Regions from separate parts of the Sus scrofa genome. Here regions 1 and 2 are each linked to region 3. Evidence: chromatin contacts called from public promoter capture Hi-C data. All regions are on one chromosome and are shown on one strand. The core of a region is the stretch at or near the end of the contact, and the rest is flanking DNA. Distances in the headings are between cores, read along the strand shown.

What was found. Promoter capture Hi-C pulls out the DNA fragments that hold promoters and counts their contacts.
Region 1: a contact with region 3 is called in a promoter capture Hi-C map of fetal skeletal muscle, with 5 times the contacts expected there. The contact joins the promoter of GNB2 here to the promoter of MCM7 in region 3. A contact is called at or near these places in 1 of 5 promoter capture datasets (fetal skeletal muscle) and 1 of 47 Hi-C or Micro-C datasets (embryonic fibroblasts).
Region 2: a promoter capture Hi-C map of liver shows a contact between it and region 3, with 3 times the contacts expected there. The contact joins the promoter of GIGYF1 here to the promoter of MCM7 in region 3. A contact is called at or near these places in 3 of 5 promoter capture datasets (fetal liver, liver and skeletal muscle) and 2 of 47 Hi-C or Micro-C datasets (embryonic fibroblasts and epiblast stem cells).

The regions. Positions count from the first base shown.
Region 1 is chr3:8,576,606-8,581,339 of Sscrofa11.1, forward strand. GNB2 (guanine nucleotide-binding protein G(I)/G(S)/G(T) subunit beta-2) reads left to right here and starts at 2,432. Exons shown (of 10, transcript XM_003480989.3): 1 at 2,432-2,597.
Region 2 is chr3:8,597,737-8,602,012 of Sscrofa11.1, forward strand. It overlaps GIGYF1 (GRB10-interacting GYF protein 1), which reads right to left and starts at 2,390. Exons shown (of 27, transcript XM_021086242.1): 1 at 2,244-2,390. LOC110260076 (branchpoint-bridging protein-like) reads right to left here. Exons shown (of 3, transcript XM_021087974.1): 2 at 2,244-2,713; 3 at 1,890-2,190. The coding sequence ends at 1,890.
Region 3 is chr3:8,012,222-8,016,615 of Sscrofa11.1, forward strand. MCM7 (DNA replication licensing factor MCM7) reads right to left here and starts at 1,826. Exons shown (of 15, transcript XM_021086193.1): 1 at 1,170-1,826; 2 at 1-4. The coding sequence starts at 1,200. AP4M1 (AP-4 complex subunit mu-1) reads left to right here and starts at 1,480. Exons shown (of 15, transcript XM_021086202.1): 1 at 1,480-1,675; 2 at 1,775-1,863; 3 at 2,269-2,375; 4 at 2,455-2,551; 5 at 2,684-2,794; 6 at 2,883-2,963; 7 at 3,171-3,233; 8 at 3,333-3,399; 9 at 3,504-3,557; 10 at 3,684-3,790; 11 at 3,892-3,986; 12 at 4,290-4,334. The coding sequence starts at 1,618.

The DNA.
Region 1 (4,734 bases), core at 1,182-3,681, 560 kb after region 3:
GACTCCTGCTGTGCCCCAGACTTGCTTCAACAGTACTGAGCATTCTTCCTTGTACTTCTCCTAGGGACCTTAAGCCTAACGTGTCCCAACTTCAAACTCCTGATCTTCCTCCCCAAATGTAACCCTTTCTAACTGTTTTGCTCTCAATGAATGACACTTCCAAAGCCCCCAGTACTAATAGTTATCTCCATGGTTGTCTATCGGCTGTTGTAAGCTCTCTGCAGGCAGAGGAGGGTGCACAAGTTTGAAGTTGTATTCCAAGTACCTAAGACAGTGCCTGATACATCATTGGGACCTAATAACTATTTGTTGAATGAGTTAAAACAAAGAAACATATCCACACAGAAACCAAAGCAAGAGGAAGCATGGAGTTCCTAGTGTGGCACAACGGGATCGGTGGCCTCTTGGGAGCACAGGGACACAGGTTGGATCCCACGCCCGGCACAGTGGGTTAAGGATCTAGTGTTGCTGCAGCTGTAGCTTAGGTCCTGAATGTGGCTAAGCTACATTGGCCCAGGAACTCCATGTGCTGCAGGGCAGCCAAAAAAAAAAAAAAGGAAAGAAAAGGAAAAAATGAGAGGAAGAATAGAAGAATAACTTGATGCCTATAGAGATTAACAAAATTGGGTTCCCGTTCTAGGCTGCTAGTTTTCTAAGTGACTTTAAGGAAGTCACTTTAATCCATCTGTAGATTGAGAGGAAACTGAGCTAAATTTTCTATAAGATCCCTTCCAAGTTCTTTTTGTTTTGTTTTTTAGGGCTGCGCCTGCAGCATATGGATGTTCCCAGGCTAGGGGTTGAATAGGAGCTGCAGCTGCTGGCCTATGCCACAGCCACAGAAATGCAGGATCCAGAAGTTCCCGTCGTGACGCAGTGGTTAACGAATCCGACTAGGAACCATGAGGTTGCGGGTTCGATCCCTGCCCTTGCTCAGTGGGTTAACGATCCGACGTTGCCGTGAGTTGTGGTGTAGGTTGCAGACGCGGCTCGGATCCCAGGTTGTTGTGGCTCTGGCGTAGGCCGGTGACTATGGCTCCGATTCGACCCCTAGCCTGGGAACCTCCATATGCCGTGGGAACGGCCCAAGAAATAGCAAAAAGACAAAACAAAAAACAACAACAAAAAAAGGAATGCAGGATCCAAAACCAGGCTGCAAACTGCACCATAGGTCACCGCAATGCCAGATCCTTAAGCCACTAGTTGGATACTGGATACTAGTTGGATACTGGATACTAGTTGGGGTCATTACCTGCTGAGTCACAATGGGAACTCCCTCCCTTCCAAATTCTCATTGACACCTATTACCTACTGCTAATATATGATCGAATTGGTGAGTGCTCCATAAATGGAATTTGTGCTTAACTAAGAATGTGACTTTTCTTATTCTCTTTAAAAATTGGTGCTTTGGAAACTGTTTTTAATGCCTTCAACTGAGGCTAAATGAAAAGTGTATGTTTTAATACTTTTAAATCGCATGAGGACTCAATGAAGGTTACTCATTGATTTGAACTTTCCAAAACATTTTCACAATCCGCAGGATCTTAAAATAATCCAAGGTGACTTGCAGGGCAGGTAGCTATCAACACTCTCATTTTATAGATGTGGAAACCGAGGCCTATACTTACATTCTCATCCCTTCGCGGAGATGGTCCAGAGCGAGGTTCATCAAGAGGCTAGATATTAATACACACAATAAGGTCGATAAAGCAGCCTTGGTTCATATTCCAACTCTGCAGCCCTAGGACTCTGTTTCCACTACTGTAAAATGGGGACAAAGCCAGTACTCAACTTCATAGCACTGTGAGGAGTAAATAAGTATGAAGCTCAATAAACGAGTTGCTATTAGAGTGTCATGCCGCCACATAAAGAGTTCCGCAAAAGCCACTGGGCAACGCGGGGGCACTGCCTGGGCAGACCCGTTCTCACAGCATACCTGAGTTCCCAGGGGCCGCCCAGGTCCCCATGGCTTCCCGCCCGGGCACCTTCGGAAACACTGCTCCTCCTCGCTACGCGTTGAGGCCGGCTGGCCTCTCCAGCAGTGATCAACACTGATCTCTCTCAACCCTGTCCCCTGTGGAGGGGCGTGGTCTCACAGACAAAGGGCGGAGCCAAGGCGAGAACTGGGGCGTCGAGCTCCCCTTCCCAGTCTGGAGCCGCCCAATCCGGGAGGGCAGGTCACGTGACCAGCGAGCGGTTTCACCCTCCCCTATGCCGGTACCACCTATGTCAGTCCCAGAGGGGATGTTTTGTGCCTTTTCGGGAAGCAAAGTATTTTTCTGAGCCCATTTTGCGTAGAAATAATGTAGAGTAATATCTTTGATGTTATGGGGTCAATATTTGCCCCCTAAGTGCTATTTTTCCCCCGGCCTCCCCCCGATAAGTAGTTGGTCTCGTCCAGCCGGGCCCTGGGCGCGGCGGCGACGGCCGCGTCACTGGCGGGCGGGATCCCTCCGCTCTGGGGAGAGCAGCGCTGGACGGTTGAGTTGGGGTGACTGAGAAAATCCATCCGCGTCGCCGCCGCTGCCGCCTCCGCCGCGGAGGAAGACAGGACCTCCCGCTCTCCTTTAGCGACCCTTCGCAGAGTCCCACCGCCACAGGTACCTCCGCTGGTAAAAGGAGTCCTCATCCCCTTCCCAGCCCCAAATTCCCGTGGGGGAACCTCTCTTCCGTCTGTCTACCCGGTCTGGCCTCTCGGGAGCGGACGTAACTCCCCAGACATCCCCTCCCTTCTTATGGCCCCGTCGCTCCCAAACCCGGAAGGGGAACTGGGGGACCCTCGCCCCCAATAACGCACGCGCTCCCTGCAGCATCAGGGGCCTTTTGCCTGACTCTAGACCTCATCTCACCCCCACCTGCCTCTTGCTCCCTGAGAAGTTGGGGGGCTAAATTCGGGGCTTCCTCTAGGCCCTGTCCCGCCCCCTTTCCCCACCACTGCCACCCTCTTAGCTCCCCCGGGGTAGCACCCCTCGTGTCCTCCCATTTCGCACCGCCGCTGGCATTCGCCTTGCAAAAGTCCAGAATCCTCAGAGAAGCAGGCAAGGCCGCGAGGCCACCCTTCCCTTGTCTCCACCCTCGATTTAGGTTCTTTTCTGGACCCATTACCCCCTAGACCAGAGACCTCGGCACCTCATTCCCTTTAGCAGTCCTAACCTCACGCTTAGCTCCCAGTCGCCCCTACCCCCCACCGAGCTTTCTTTTGGGCAAAATGGAGGTCGTGGGGGCCGGAGAGCCAGGCCCACTGCGTTTCGAAGAGCCACACCGGCCCGCGCCTTCCCCTGCCAGATCCGGGGACCCTCGCTTGTCCCTTGCCTCCCCTTCGCCCCGTCAGCCTTGCGGAGGCGGTGGCACCCCCATTTCTCCTTGGGACCCCAATTGCTGTATGCCCAGAATCTGGGGTTGCCGAGGGGGCTCGGAAGGGTGATAGGGATTGAGGGCTGGGAGCGTTGCCCCCGCCCCCAGCGGCTTCCTCCTGGCCTGCTTCCTTCTGCCTGGGGCGTCTGGCGCTGCCGCCCGGCCTGGGCTGCCGGCAGCTGGAATTGAGGGGCTTTGTCCCGAGCTGGGGAAATGGGATGGGGGTCTCTGCCCCCCACTTTGGAAGGGCGTCCCCAGGCTCTGGCGTAGAAAGCTGAACAGAGCGAGGGGAAATGTCAGCGGGGAAGAGAAACGCCCAGGGCCTGGGGGAAGTGGGAGCAGGGTGGGGGACGCCTGGGTTGGCAGAGTGCAGTGTGCATGGCCAGATCACACAGGTGTCCAAAGGAGGGGGGGGGTAGGACTTCGGGCGCTGGAGCGGAGCCAGCCAGGCCCCTGGGGCCCCGGCGCGGAGCTCACAGGCTGGGCTCCTGGGGAGCCGAGGGTGCAGGGGCCGGGCCGCCTGAGGCCGTCCGCTCGCCAGCCCGCTCTCCGGCGCCTGGGAGAGAGCAGCTCCGCGCTCGGGGCCCGGGACCTCTCTTCGGAGACCTAATTACTCGAGAGCGGCTCCCACGGGCTTCCTGCAGGCACGCCGGGGCCGTCAGCCTCGGCGCTGGAGGAGCAGAGGCTTGGGGCTGCCCTCCCTGCCACCCTCGCCTCCACCCGCTGCGGGCGGCTAATGGGGCGCAGCCGGCCCAGGGATAATCCGGGGTGAGCCGTCCCGAACCTATTAGTGCCCAATCGGCTTTTCCAAATCCTGTAAACAGCCACCCGGGCCGGTTCTGGGGAGGGGCGGGAGGCTGGGTCGGGCGGGGGCGATGGGGCTGGGGCCGGGGGTGGGGTCACCCACCCTACAGGTCTCTGCCGTGGATGCGGTTGCCTTAGCAACCGGGCTACGGTGGGGGCACTTCACCAATGAGGTGCTCTCAGTCCGGGTGACGGTTGCCTAGGCAACCCCACGAACAGCCCAGCTTTCCCCTGGTCTCCCCCCACCCCCAGTCGAAGCTGGGGGTGTGCGTGGAGAGTGTGCGGCGTGTGGGGGTGAATTTAAAGAGGCAACGCCCCTTTTAAAATTAGGTGCTAGGCGGGTGGTGCCTGTGCGGGCCAGGGCGGACGCCAGGTCTGTTTTCGAAGGGACTCTCCCCGCCACCCACCCCCCCCACCGGCCCCCAGTTCCTGCCTCGGGTGTCCCGCCCGGGCTGCTGTCCGAGGGAGGGGTTTCCCCTGCGCTTCCTCTTACACTTCCCGCTCCGCTTCCGGGGGGCGGGAGGAAGATTGGGGAAGTCGGCTGTTCCGCTGCAAAGGCGGCTCACCAGTGCCAGGAGA
Region 2 (4,276 bases), core at 1,140-3,639, 590 kb after region 3:
AGCATCTGAATTATTGCTATTAGAAGACTGCCCCCTGCTGGAATCGAGGGGAGAAGACACACACTGGTCCTGGGTGCTCACAACAGGCTTGAGGGAACAGGAGGGGAGCCTGCTCTCTGGGGTTCAGAAATCACAGAAGGAAAAGATCCAGAGAATAGGCAGTCCCAGTACAAACTAAGTTAAGAACATTCCATCACCCCTAAAATTAGCCCAGATCCAGAGCAATGTGCCTTGGCACAGGAAGGCACCACTGTCAAGAGAAGTAGAATCCCAAATTCCCCAACATTTGAGCAACCGCCCAGCCCCAAGCCTGTTGGAGGTTTCTCTGCCCTTTCTCAGGATGGAAAGACTCTCTGCCACGCATGGTCCGAGGTCGGATGAGAACTCTGAGGCTTAAAAAGGGGTGCAAGCCTGAGTTTCTCCCTGCTGGTCAGTTATCCCGGCTCTGCTCTCTGAGCCATCAGGACCACACCCAGTGGCATGTCTAGCAGTTAACAGTTTTCAAAGCACTTTCACACTTTACCTCATTTGATCCTTCTGCCCACTTGCCCAGACCTGGGCTCCAGTCAGGGAAAACAGGGAAGGGAGCCTCAGCTGCCCCAACAGACCTTGATGTCCCAGACACCCGAGCCAGCCTGGAGAAGGGGCTCACGTGTACCCACAACCACCCCAAACTCACAGGCACACTTTGTGACTTTGAAACCATTTTTAATTCCTTACTAGACTACTAAAAATCCTGCCCAGAGCCACCTCTTCTCACCTCCTCTGCTCTAAAGCGGGGCTATTTCTGTTTTTTTGGGTTTTTTTCCCCCATCCCAAACTCCAACCACAGATGTAAAAGCTGGGGCAAACTGGGGTCCTTTAATCCACCAAACCACACACAATACTGACACATCCATTGGCTGAGAAAACCAGGCCAAGAGTCTTAGAACACAACTCATTTGACTGTAATCGCCATATGGGACCCTCAAGGTCCCTGGACCCCAGGCCATGGTAGCAACACAAAGCCCAGATCTGCCCCAACTCTGCCCAATGACACACCACCTAGAAAAAACGGAGGCGGGAGTAAGGGTGAGTGGCTCGGACTGCAGCAGTGCACAAGGAACGGTATACTTGAAGGAGCCAGAGAGAAAACTCACCCTGAGAGCAGCAAAAGGGACCAGCCTGTTGGTACTGATGGTGTTTCAGGTGCAAGGCCAAAGGGCAGGGCTAAATTGCAAGTGCACATCAGCTCTCAGGGGCAGAGAGATTGTAAAGGCTGATCTTTGGAAAAGCAGCAATGAGAAGCAAGACAGGAGACTGGGTGGATGGAGGAAAGAGCCGGCCAACAAGTACTAGTTGGGCATCTACCTCTCAGGGTCAGGCCGGGCCCTACGATGGACCAGACCTGGAAGTTTACTGGAAATTACAGTAATGACTGCGTAAGATATGAGCGATGAGGATCTTTTTGAAGTGAACTTGAAGGGAACAAAATAAAAAGGCAAAGTGTGAGGGGCTGTGGCTGGAGAGCTGCTGGATCAGGGGAGATGTGCTGGGAAGGGCCCAGCCTGCTAACAGGAAAGACTAAGGTGTTTCACAAGCCCAGGCAGCCAGGAGGAAGGAGACCCCAATGACCAAGCACTAACGTCGCTTGCTGAAAGGAAATTTAAGCGAAGACCCAGCCGAGGTGCTTTGGTTAAGAAAAAAGGCTTCCACGTTAGCCAAAGTCATGGAACGCTTGGACTTCAAGACCTGCAGGGCCCAGCTAATTTCGATAAGAAGCCAGAGGCACGTTGGGGGCAATCTCCGGGCAGCACCGGGCATTAGGGTCCGGGGCCCCCGGGCGGAGACTGCGGGCGGGGGGAGGTGGGGAGCCCGGGCCGAGCTTCCGAGGGGCAGGAGGACGACCGTTAGGAGCGCGGGGGTGGGAAGGAGGCGGCCCGGCCGGGGAGGACGGCGTGCCCTTCAGGGAGGGGGCGCCAGGTGCGTGGGGCGCGGGCGGCCGCCCCCCGGGAGCGAGCCGGCCTCTCCCGGGGCGGCGCGGGGGGCCCGGCCCGCGCGGGGGGAGGGTCCGGCGGGGAGGGCCGGAGGGCGGGCGCACCCGGGGGCGGCGGCCTCGGGAGGAGGCGGGGGAGGGTCCGTGCCGGCGGCCCGCGCTCCCGCTCAGCCTCTCGCAGGCTCGGCGCGGCCGCCTCGGCGTCGGGGGCGGGCCTTGGCCGCGGCCCGGCCGCCAGCCGGGGTCCGCGGGGCCGCCGAGCGCTTACCGCGGCTGGCGGGCTGCGCGAGGCTCCGGTCCCGGGGCGTTGGCGACGCGCGGCGGGCCGGGGGGCGGCGGCGGCGGGGGAGGGGGCGCTGGCGCTCCCGCGGCGGCCGCTCCTCTCTGTTTGTGTTTGTAGCAAGATGGCTGCCCGCCTCGCACCACGTGACGCGGACGCGGGGCCGCGGGGCCGCCCCCTCCGCCCCCGCCGCCGCCACCGCCCCCGCCCCCCTCCGCGGCTCCGGCCCGCTGCGACCCGTAAGGCCTGGCCCGCTCCCCGCGTGCCCAGCGGGCGGGGCCCGGACGCCCGCCGCCCCCGAACCCCCCCCGGCACGTGACCCCGGAGCCCGGTTCCTCACGTGACACTGCCTGCTGCGGGCCGGGGGTGTCCCTGGGGCTGCCCGGGGACCCCCCCCTGCACGTGATGCGCGACCATCGCCGGCCCCCCCGGGGGTTGGCTTCCTCCGGGAAGCCCGCCTGGATTGAAGGGGAACACATACAACCCAGCGGTGTGTTCATCAGACATCTGGGACATATGAAATAACGGGGAACCTAATGACTTAGAAACAATTCGAGGCAGCACTGGCTGGTGAGACCTGGACTTTCTATCTGGCTCCCCTGCCAACTAGCCACCTAGACGTCGAGGGCGTTGGACTTGACGCTTTCTGGCCTCAGTTTCTGTTTTATAGTTAGATATTGAAGCTCTCCTCCCTTCCCAGGCCCCCATTCCATGCCCTTCCCGGGGTGCTCAAAGAATGAAAAGAAATGAATGCAAAAGGCTTTGAAAAGAGTGAAAAGTACTATGCAAATATGAGAAGTAAATTGACACTTCCTTTGTTGAAAAAGCTTTTCAAAAATGAGTTTTCTGATTCTTTTTGAACTTTTTAGGATAAAAGAGTTTGGTGTGTATTTTCACCATTTTCTTTGGAAGTTACCTCAGACTGTATGCCCTACTTCCAGGCTTTCTAACACAACCGATACCAAAAACAATATAATTCTCGTGACAGGGAGAGGTAAATTCAGACCTGGAGCTTGAGTCCCCTGTGTTGTGCCAAAACGGGGCACACAACTCCAGAGCTACCAGGAAGAGCCTTTGTTCTTGCACCGAGTAAACCCCAGGCTTCTATGCACTTGCAGCTTTAGTGTCTGCTTTTTTTCAATTCACTTGATTTTTCTTGCAGTCAGGATTCCCGCCTCTGTTGTCAGTGCAGCTGCTTGCTCACAGACTGCAGAAAGCAGTTGTTTAAAGCGAGGACTTGTGTACTGGTTCCATCCATTCCTGTCTGTGGCCTTGGGCACCTCTACTAATCTCTGAGTCTCTGGATTGCATGGTAGGTAAAGCACTTAACACAGTGCTTGGCACAGAGCAAGCACTCTGTACTTGTTAGCTAGTAGGGGCTTCTGGGTCCATGATGTTCAGATTGTTAATCCTATATGAAAACAGATCAACATAATCCAATCTTGGGTCAAGTTCTTTACCTGGAATAGAGTTTTTAAGTTTATGACAGATGGTTTTTCTTGCTTGAAAGCTTTTGTTTTTTTAACTTTCGTAGATTGTGTCCTGGGCGGTTAAAGATAACAGCCGCCTATCTTCTGAAGGAATAAGATCTTAGCATGTTTTAATTGTTAATTAACAAATGTGAGGTTGTAAATTATGGTGCAGAAATGGTAAGGGGGTGGGGGAAAGGGGGCACTTCTGTGACGTGGAAGCAGTCAGGGACAGTGGTAGCCTATGCTGAGCTGGAAGGAAGGGCAGGATTTGGGTAGAAAAAAATGAGCATCAGCTTTAGAATTGTGACGGTCCAGGCTGATGGGAGAAGAGGACCTGGATTGCTCGTTGGGTGAAAAATGAAGTAAAACTTCAGTAAAGGGCTTTGAATGCTCTCAGGAAAATGTTTTTGGTTTTTTTTTTCATGTGCCTGGGGCATGTGGAAATTCCTGGGCCACAGATCAAACCCAAGCCACGGCAGTGACAGCCCTGATCCTTAACCCACTAGGCCACCAGGGAACTCCAGGAAAATGTTTTTGATTGGAGAGTAC
Region 3 (4,394 bases), core at 576-3,075:
TTTTCTACAAGGAAAGTGTAAAATCGTGACGATCAATCTTTCTTCAGATACCTTACTCCAAACTCCTCTGATTCACTTTCACTTAAAATGAGATCTCTGAACTAATTAGATAAATGAAGATTTATTTAAACAAACCTACAAACTCCTTTTCCAAGTCCGTTTTTATCTGGGGGAGCAGAGGGACCCCTGGCAGTTGCGAATATTACCCAACACCCACCCCCCAAGGGAATTCCACTCTCAGCCTTAGTTAGAAATCTCGGAACCCTTTTCCAAGGGCCTCCCACACCTGGCAACACACCCAGATCTCAAGACTCTCAGCTTTTCTTCCGCGCGAACGCTTCCCCTTTTCTTTCTGTCTCCTAAATCGCCGCTCTCACCGGGACCTCCGCCACCAGGCCCGTCCTCCGCCCCACCCCCTCTCCCGCCACTGCTTCCGCTCTTAGTAAACAAAGAAGCACATGGGCCCAGATGATGCCGCCGCCTCACAGCCCGGGATTCCTCCGCTCAGGGCGGGAGACCGTCCAGCGATTGGCCAGCTCCTCGAGGGCCACTCCGTCCCACCCCACCACTTCTTCCCTCGGTCTTCCTCTAAACTCCCCCATCCCAGGCACGCCCCCATCCTCAGTAGTTCTCTCCGCGGCCACCGCGCGGAAGGACACTGTTTACACACGACACCCTCCAGCGGTGTCGCGCAACTTCCGCTCGCCTTCACTTCCGCTTGGAGGTTAGCCTGACGCGACCAATCCCGGCGCGCAGCGGCTCAGGCCTGCCCGCCCCCGGGGCTTCGGCGCGTCGCGGGAGGACGCGGCTACTCTTGAGTGCCTAAGACCGTGGAAGGAAGCGGGCCCGCGGGTGCCAGACCCTGAACCTTACGGCCCCTGGAAGCCTTGGTCTAAGGCGCGACCGTTCCTTCTGGAGCCTCCAGCCGGGGTGTCCGCCCCCCACCCCACGATACCCACTCCTTTCCCGGACCCGGTTACCAGCTCTTCCCCGACCCTGGCGCCTCGTACGCCTCCCAGTTACCGTAGGCCTCAGCCCCGACGCTTCCCGACCCTACCGTTGACCTTGCGCTCCGGGCCAGGCCCCTCAGGAACCCAACCCACCACCAACAGGTGTTGGTCAGGAACCTTTCCGCGCAGGACGCCCCTCCCACGCTTGCAGACCCTCACCTTTCTCGAGAGCGTAGTCCTTAAGTGCCATTGCTGCCCAGGGCTGCGCGGCAGCAGTTGGCGGGCTCAGACCTCTCACTGCCTGGGCAGCAAAAACCGTCTGCGCCGTGGTCCGCAGCCGACCAACCGAAATTGGCGCGAAACGTCGCCCCCCATGTGACCAGCGCCGCTGTGTGCGGGCCAATCAGAGAGGAGGTCCTCCGCCCCGCCCACTCGCCACAGGCCCCAGCGTCAACCAATCACCGGGAGAACCTGGGGTGACTGACGGGGAAATGGCGCGGGTACTGAGAGGGAAAGGCTGAGCGAGGCGGGGCAGGCGCCAGGTTTCCCGCGGTCGGAGGAGAAGCCCTCTTAAAGGGCCAGCCCATTCCCGTCCTTTTGTTCCGGGGCCGCAGGGCGGGGCAGGCCCAACTTTTCGCTGCCTCCTGGTCTACCCTCCAGAACGGCCATGATTTCCCAGTTCTTCATTCTGTCCTCCAAGGGGGACCCGCTCATCTACAAGGACTGTATCCTTGGCTTGCGGGGCGGGGTTGGGGCTGGGTGGGACTGGTGCCTCCGAGCTAGCCAGTGTCGCTGGCTCCTTAGCTGTTCTTCTATCCCGTCAGTCCGCGGAGACAGCGGCGGCCGGGATGTGGCAGAGCTCTTCTACCGGAAGCTGACGGGACTGCCCGGAGACGAGTCTCCTGTTGTCATGGTAACCACTGGCGGGGGTGGGGGGTGGTGGTGGAAGGGATGCGCTCAGCGCTCCGAGGCGGCGGGGGCTGGGGTGGGGAGGGCAGTGCGGGGATCTTCCCAGGGCTCTTTCCCTGAGAGCTTCTACTTGGGAAGTGCAGTAGTCCAAATGTTAATGGCAGTTTATTGAGCAGCAACCGTGTTCCAGGCACAGTTCCTTACACATCTCTGTCCTCAGCTACTCAGTTAGTTGGTACTGTTATTAATACCATTTACACAATAGGAAGCTGGGCTCTAGGGAGGTTTCATATGTGGCCCCAAATCACGTTGCTAGTAAGTAGGGGAATCCGGATACTAGCCTGTCTCACAGGCCAGGAATCATTACAACTCTCGTTTCCTAATGCTTTTCCCCCTGCCTCTACCTCAGCACCACGATGACCGTCATTTTATTCACATCAGACACAACGGCCTCTATTTGGTGGCCACGACTTCAGAGAACATTTCTCCCTTCAGCCTCCTAGAGCTGCTCTCCCGGTGAGGAGGACAGGGCTGGGCACATGGGCGTGGGGGTGGGAGAGGAGGCCGATATGCACACTCCATTGTGTTTCTGCAGGCTAGCCACTCTCCTGGGAGATTACTGTGGCTCCCTGGGCGAGGGGACCATCTCCCGCAACGTGGCTCTGGTCTACGAACTCCTGGATGAAGTGCTGGTGAGGTCTGAGAACGTCCTTCCCTGTCCCCTATTCTCTGAAGATACATCCCGTGGTTGGGAGACCAAGTCCACTCATTTTCACCCCTTCGCCCCACTGACCACCCAAAAAATGTCCTTCCTCTGCCCGCAGGACTATGGCTACGTACAGACCACATCCATGGAGATGCTGAGGAACTTCATCCAGACGGAGGCCGTGGTCAGCAAGCCCTTCAGCCTCTTTGACCTCAGCAGTGTTGGCTTGGTCAGTCAAGGGACAGAGGAGGCCAGCATGGATGAGGGTTGGTGGGGAGTGTCGGACCTGAGGATTGATTGCTTTGGGTGCTTTCCAGTTTGGGGCCGAGACACAACAGAGCAAAGTGGCCCCCAGCAGTGCAGCCAGCCGCCCTGTCCTGTCCAGCCGCTCTGACCAGGTAAGGGTGGGGTTGACGGGTGCAGATCAGAGTCCCGGAGCCCAGCTTGTCTTTCCATCTCCTCTAGACATAGGTGATCTCGTCCCTTCCCTTTCCTGTGTCCCCATCCCAGAGCTCCAGCCTCTAGTGACCTGTCCTTTTTTGCCTGTCTGTGTTAGAATAATAGCCAGTCAATCGCCACCCACCAAATCCCCCTCTCTTCCTCAGAGCCAAAAGAACGAAGTGTTCTTGGACGTGGTCGAGAGACTGTCCGTACTGATAGCCTCTAACGTAAGTGTGGGCCCCCAGCCTTGCTGCTGAGGACAGGTGACGTTTGGGAGACATGTCGGGGAGGTCCCTTCTGCACATGAACCTTCCTGGCGCTTTCAGGGCTCGCTGCTGAAGGTGGACGTGCAGGGAGAGATCCGACTCAAGAGCTTTCTGCCCAGCGGCTCCGGTGAGCAGCCTGCAGGCTAGACCAGGGTGGCGTTTGGGATTGGCTCCTTGGTGATGTGCGTGGTGTTCTTTGGCGGCTTTTTCTGATGTTCTTTTCTCTGACAGAGATGCGCATTGGCTTGACGGAAGAGTTTTGTGTGGGGAAGTCAGAACTGAGAGGTGAGGGTCTTTCCAAGGCAGTGGTCACTGCCACAGGTTTCATGGAGGCAAGTTAAGAGTCAGATCCCCTCCCTGCCCTTTTCCCTCAAAATATGGGTTAGGAGAGGAGTCTTTCTCTTTTTCCAGGTTATGGGCCAGGAATTCGGGTGGATGAGGTCTCATTTCACAGCTCAGTGCATCTGGATGAGTTTGAATCTCATCGAATCCTCCGCCTGCAGCCCCCTCAGGGTGAGGTCAGGATCGGGCCAGCCTAGCATGTTCCATCTCCCGAGGGGAAGGGAGGCAGTTCGAGTGGGAGGAGACCAAACTCGTCTCCGTTGCTCTCTGCTCTCAGCTGACGGTGATGCGCTACCAGCTCTCAGATGACCTCCCCTCCCCGCTCCCATTCCGGCTCTTTCCCTCTGTGCAGTGGGACCGAGGCTCTGGCAGGTGAGACCATTTCTCTTCTTTAGAACTTCCCTGGGGGCCCCAGTTAATATAATTGCACACATGTGTTTTATACACACATCTCAAGACTGATTACATAGGAGGGTGGTAGTCACAGGCTCCAAGTTGCAGAAGGCATACCCCCCCACAAGTGGCATGTCGTAGCTCACAGAGTTGGGTGGATTTCAGCCCTTCTCTCCTTCTTGGGGCACAGCTGACACAGCCACACCTGGCGGCCCTGCATGGGGGATGGTGCGATGCCAGCAGGCTAGGGCCTGAGTAACAGTATTGTTCCCTCTTACCCAGGCTCCAGGTTTATCTGAAGTTACGTTGTGACCTGCCCCCAAAGAGGTACGAGTCGGGGTAGCCAAGCCTGGTTTATCTCCATAAGCCAAGATACCTGCCATTTCC